Regions from separate parts of the Sus scrofa genome. Here region 2 is linked to region 1. Evidence: chromatin contacts called from public HiChIP or PLAC-seq data. All regions are on one chromosome and are shown on one strand. The core of a region is the stretch at or near the end of the contact, and the rest is flanking DNA. Distances in the headings are between cores, read along the strand shown.

Region 1 (3,313 bases), core at 176-2,675:
ACCTCTAGGCATCAATGTTAGCCAACTCCACGCATGCCTGCCTCAACTGTGTCTTCGAGAGGGCCAAAGGAAGAATGTAAGCATTTTGCTTTTGTTATGAATGATGAGTACGTATTTGTTAATATTTACTAATGAGTGGTAATAATAATAACACTTATTTACTGTGACTCTCAAACACTGGATAGGGATTCTCATTATCCACGTTTACAGATGCATTCATTTGCAATGCAAATAAGTTAATAAGTTGCCCAGAGTCACAGGTGGAATTAGTCTGGTTTCAAAATCCAAGCTCTTAACCAATGTGATGATATATGGTCCACAACTGTAGTTATTTTGATTACCTCAGTGCACATGAATCATCTGCCTAAGTGTCCAGAAATATCATCCTTACTAAAGAAGTTTTTATAGAAAGAGATGAAATCAGCTACCTTATCTATTTTCACAATCCCGAGTAAAGCTAGTTCTCCCTTGAGTGATTCCTCCCCTTGATGAAAATGGTTGGTTTCCTATTACAATTGCAGTACAAGCAGGAGTGGGGAATATGGAATATGGCCTTTAGTGAGACTTTCTCCAGGAGCACATTATGAATTAGAACATTAATATGAAAACTTATCTTAGAGAGTCAGGGTAATTCTAGGCCATCAATTTATATTTTCATTGTGAGTCAATCAACCAATCAATCTAAATATAATCTTGATGCAAATCTATGTCTATCCAACACGCCAGTTGGAAAGACTATTTGTAATCGGAAAATATTGGAATCAAGATGAATATCTATTAATAGGGTATTGGTTAAGTAAATGATAGTACTACTTATAATGAAATGCATAATTTAAAAATTGAAGAGGACTTCTATATATTAATGGAAAGGTATTTGGAATATATCATTAAGTATAAAGCAAGGGTGAGAGAAATGAATACATTCCGTTACTATTTATGCAAAAATGATAAGAAAAGAGTGAAGTTATAACGATTGGCCTACATAGGTATAAATGTTTTCTGGAAAAATAAACAAGGAAGTAGCAATAGGGGTTGCCTGTTAGGTAATCAGAACTGAGAAGATGGAGAATAGAACAGAAAACAGACTCTTCACTATATGCCTTTATATCTTCTAAAATGTCTCAACTATGGAAATATTTTCCTTATGTTAAAATTGATTAAAAAATTAAAAGAATCATTTATTGCTTCCTTGGGTATAGACTACTACAGCTGGGTACTATGGATGGTGGGGGTTAGAAGAAACAAGATTTTCAAAATCTTGATTTGAGCAAAAAACCACACCATTTAACACTTATTTAGCAAGCAACATATAAGGAAACACAAATTAGGACACACCAAACTGCTGCCATCAGTGCCAAGAGCATGCAGAATAGTGGCATGCTGAGAATGTGCTGAGCATAATCAGAGATGTCTTCCTGAGGGAATTGAATTGCATGCCTTGGTTTGAGAGAACAGAGATATGGTATCATAAACAGTGTGGCCTTGAACACGCAGCATTATGGCAACCATCCTCAAGGGTGGGGACTCCAACGAATGTCTTTAAAGTCATTGAGTGAGATTAAGAGGCTGGTACTTGAAGAGGGTGGAACACTGGTAGCTTGAGTCTTGCATCTCAAGAACAAGAGAAAGGGATGATATTCATCTTATTTATGTAAGAGTTGAGCTTGGTCTTGGTTTATTTTTATTTCTTACCCTACTATATAACTGACTCTATTATTGTTTTTAATAGCTTTCAATCAACTCTCTTAGGTGTTCCAGGTACATATTTATATCGTTTACAAAAGGTATTGATTTCACTCCTTTTCTAATTTTCACATTTCTAGTTTCTTTGTTTATTTTAATTGCATTGGCTTGCACCTCCAATACAGTTCTGAATAATCATAGTGGTACTTTCTTCTTCCTAATGTAGAGGAAATCATCTAGCTGGTTATTGAGATAAGATATATTTTCTTATGTTAAGGAGCAATTTAGTTATGTCAACTAAGTACTTAAGTGTTTTTTAAAATAAGAATGGATATTGAATTGTGTTAAATACCTTTTTGGCATCTATGGAAATAATATTTTTCCTTGTAGACCTATGAATACAATAGATTATAACATAAATTTATATTATTGAACCATCCTTGAATTTCTGGAGTTGTCTTAACTAGATTATAATGTTCTATTTTTTCAAGATGTTGCTATATTAATTTTGTCAATAATTTATTCAAGGAGTTCCTGTTGTGGCGCAGCAGAAATGAATCTGATTAGAAACCATGAGGTTGTGGGTTCAATCCCTGGGTTCAATTCCTCGCCTCACTCAGTGGGTTAGGGATCTGGCATTGATGTGAGCTGTGGTGTAGGTTGCAGACACGGCTTGGATCCTGCATTGCTGTGGCTCTGGCGTAGCCTAGCCTGGGAACCTACATGTGCCATGGGTGTGGCCCTAAAAAGGACAAAAAGACAAATAATAATAATAATTTATTCAAAAGTTTTGTAGAGCTATTCATAAACTGTCAGAGGATGTGCCAGACAGACTTTAAGTGAATTTCCAGGGTTGATGCCCTTGTATGATTGAATTCCCTTGCTTCTGGGTTGGGTCCATGATTCACTTCTAATCAACAGAATATGGCAAAAGTTGGAGGATATAACTCATATCTACATACATTAAATCAATCCCCATCTTGCTAGCAAACTTTCTTTAGAGTCTGTCTCCATTGGTGGCTCTATAAAAGCAAACTGCCATGAATTCTAAGCCACAAAGAAATGAATTCTGCCAACAACCTAAATGAGCTTGGAAACAGATTTTCCCCTAATCAGGCATCCCGGTGCAAATGCAGCATAGATATGTTTATGGCAGAGAACTCCATGAAGTCACGCCTGGACTCCTGACTCATGGGAAATATGCGATCATAAATGCGTGTTGTTTCAGGCTGCTAAATTTGTGACAAGTTTATTATGCAGCACAAAGAACTAATAGAGGTATAGTCCTTACTAGGCTTTGGCATAAAGACATATTTATCTTTAAATATTCTCTTTGAGTAAGTTGTTAAGAAATTTCCAATTTCGAGGAGGTGGGGGAGCATTTTTTGTTGCTTTAGTCAGTTTCTAAGTTTTACTGCATTGTGATCAGAGAATGTTTTCTGTGTTTTTTACTTTTTGGAACATACTGAGATTTTCTTTCTTGTCTGGTATGATTGATGACTGTGAAAGATTTATAGGCACTTGAAAATAAGATGGATTCTCTGTTTTCATGGTTTAGTGTTTGATATACATACATCACTTGACTTCTGACATTAAATATTACTGTTAATGTCTATAAGAGAAGAACGAT
Region 2 (3,055 bases), core at 296-2,795, 130 kb before region 1:
AAGACTCGATCGCCACATACACCACATTCTGAGGCACTGGGAGTTAGGACACCAATCTCTCTTTTTCTGGGTACAACGCAACCCGTAGAGCATCATAGGCCAATACTATTTTAGAAATAGCCAGTTCAGCAGTCATGCATTTCCACAATTTCCTAAGTGTCCATTTTCTTTTCGAAAGAAAAAGCAGACATTCTGAAAGCTGAGTGGGAGAGATTTAAATGATCATTCCATTGTCAAGTGGTAAAACTGAGATGAATAGAAATTAGCATTCAGTTCATTCATGGCACCTTTCTCTACCACAATAAGTAGTTTTTTTAACTCCTTATAAACATTCAGCAATGTCTAGTATATAAGCAATGAGGAAGAGAAATTTGCTCACAAAAAAGTTGCATTTGTCCTGAAACTGAATCTGAGCAACTTTATGTGCACTTAAAGAGAGACAGTGTTGGGCAGATTTGCTTCCATTGTCATCTGTCCACGTCCCTAAATGGTTCCCCTGCAGCCTGTGGTCCCCTTTGGTGGTCAGTGGGAGGCTTAAACAAAAGAGCCCAATGTGCTCCCTGCAATCCTGCCACCCCGAAGTGACCAGCCCAAATTACCTGTGACCTTTCCCAGGAGTGTGAGCAGAAAAACTTTCTGGAAAGAGGGAGCGATAAAGAAATTTGGACTTCATTCTTTCATGGGTTTGCTCATAGGAATGTTTATTGGCGAGACACTAAGAATAAACCCAGTTATTGAAGAGGGAGCTGGGAAGTTGACAAGCATGGCTAAACCCAGCAGAGAAATTTGATGAGGAAATTAGATGCTGTGTAGATGGTGTTTAGTGATTAGTCTTCTGAAAGCCAGGATTATTATATAAGTAAGTGGGGGGAGGGCAGTATATTGTGTCCAACAGATTCCGTTTATACAGGTATTCTTCCAGCTAATTAGACCCATAATGCTGCATTCGTATATGAGTTTCTCACAAACCCTTTTCCATGGTGTACATTAATGAGATGAAATGCCGAAGTAGCAGCTTGTTTGTTTCAAAAGCAGATCATAGCAAAAGGAATTAGGATTAATAAAAATGTACAGCCAAAGTCTACTCCTATTATAGGGTAAACCACACATTTTAAACTTTATATGTCCATTGATATTTGGATTGGAGTGTACCTATGGCAACAAAGAAAGCTGGTCCCACAAATATATAACACAGAGGAAGAGATACATTCAAAACCCTCTTTGAACGAGCATTTAAAAATCATATTCAGTGACTTCTATCCCAACCAGCACCGACTGCTCGTCTTTGCAACCTCCAACCCTCATATAATGGTTCATCCTGAAAGGCTTTTCTAATTTTGCTTTTATTCAACCGACCTAAAGAGACAATATGTAATGGGCTTACCTAGCACAGTACCTGGCACATAATAAGTGCTCAGTAAAGTGGGTCGTCCTCTCCTCATTTTAATTCCCATCTTCATTCTGGCTCACACTCCCGTGGTCACACTCAGAAAGCAGAGATGCCATGCGTTGGTGAGACATGGTGTAAAAACTTGCCTCTCGGCTGTGCACATGGTGTGACTGTGCTGGTGCTTTGCTCAGCACCCTCTGCACTTGTCGCATGCAGCCAGACCAGCTGCAGATTAAATGGCTTGTTTAAACTGTGGTAAACAAATTTTATATGTGGATTCTTTTGACAGCCATTATGACCTTTTGTGGGAAAAATTCAACCTTAGTGAAGTAAAAATTCAAGTGTCTGAAAATGTGGTCCATGTTTCAGATTGTACAGACCAATTTTTTTTTTCTTTTGTCCAAAATTGGCGAGATGCAGGGAGAAAACACTTTCCTGCCTAATGTCAAGCATGAAACTAGCAAAACTACATTCTGGGGGTGTCTCTTAAAACCATTTCATTCTTGATTTTTAGGAATTATACTTTTCACCTGGCCTTATAGTCATTGCTTTAAATGACTCTTCCAGATTCCTGGGTTCCTCAATTCGTGGATTCTACCAACAGATCAAATATTTGAAAAAAATTCCAGAAAGTTCCACAAAGCAAAAATTAAATTCACCCATTCCAGGTAATTATTTATATGGCATTTACATTGTATTTACAATTACTTACTTAGCATTTACATAGTGTTAGGTATTATACATAATCTAGTGATGATTTATATTATACTACAGGAGATGTATAAGTTATATGCAAATACGGTGCCATTTTATATAAGGAATTGGAGCATCCATGGATTTTGGTACCTGTGGGTGTCCTGGAATCAGGGGATGGCTGTATTTGTTTGTGCTGATTATTATTTGTTTAAACCATATACTCGGAAAGTCACTCAGAAGGAATACACACTAGTAATGAATTAATTTTCTGGAGCTTAATTAGCACGTAAGGACTATTTACTGAATCAATACTTGTTATAAGCAAGAAATACAACAGAGACTTCTCCAAGTTTTTCTGTGCTTAAATTGCTTACGATTGGCTTAGAAACCATTACTGGGTGGTAGATTACAAACAGATTTTTCTCTTCTTTCCTAACTACAACCCAGTGTTTTGTATATACAGTGAGAAATGAGGCACAAGCCAAAAAACAGGAAATTACTAATGCTGATGTTTCATTTAAACAAAGCTAACTTATTTAATATAGAGTATTCTTGGTGTATATTCTACATATTTTATGAATACATGCCACGTGTAATAATAATGGCACTTAGCTTGCACATATTGCAAAGAACTTGGCTTTTTACATATCTTTATTCATTTTTTCTTTAACAATCTGATGGGCAAAAATTATTTTTAATCCCATTTTACAGATTAGGAAATTGAGGACCAGAGAGCTTGAGTAATTTTCTGAGATCGCAGAACCAATAAGTGGGAAAGCTGAGATTCAGACTCAGACTCCAGATCTCATGCTCTTCAACACTATATGAAAGAAGGAAAGAAAGAAGAGAGAAGGAAAGTAAGAGAGAAGAAAAGGAAGAGAGAGAAGGAACGAAGGAAGGAAGGAAGGAAGGAAGGAAGGATGGAAGGAAGGAAGGAAAGGCAGAAAGGAAGAAAAGAAGAGAAAAAGG

What was found. HiChIP or PLAC-seq counts read pairs in DNA pulled down with a chosen protein or histone mark.
Region 2: an H3K27ac HiChIP or PLAC-seq map of skeletal muscle shows a contact between it and region 1. The contact joins two enhancer-like sites. A contact is called at or near these places in 4 of 47 Hi-C or Micro-C datasets (fetal skeletal muscle, psoas muscle and skeletal muscle) and 1 of 2 datasets of contacts at active chromatin or transcription factors (skeletal muscle).

What each region holds. Positions count from the first base shown.
Region 1 is chr1:30,643,348-30,646,660 of Sscrofa11.1, reverse strand. No RefSeq gene overlaps it. Among named protein-coding and RNA genes, the nearest start is that of EYA4, 69 kb to the right of the region's middle. Within about 2 kb of position 1,425, at least 2 of the 83 cell types and tissues checked have an H3K27ac peak or open chromatin away from gene starts, as enhancers often do. A contact at or near this core is called in skeletal muscle, where this site is marked.
Region 2 is chr1:30,774,936-30,777,990 of Sscrofa11.1, reverse strand. No RefSeq gene overlaps it. Among named protein-coding and RNA genes, the nearest start is that of RPS12, 150 kb to the left of the region's middle. Within about 2 kb of position 1,545, at least 1 of the 83 cell types and tissues checked has an H3K27ac peak or open chromatin away from gene starts, as enhancers often do. A contact at or near this core is called in skeletal muscle, where this site is marked.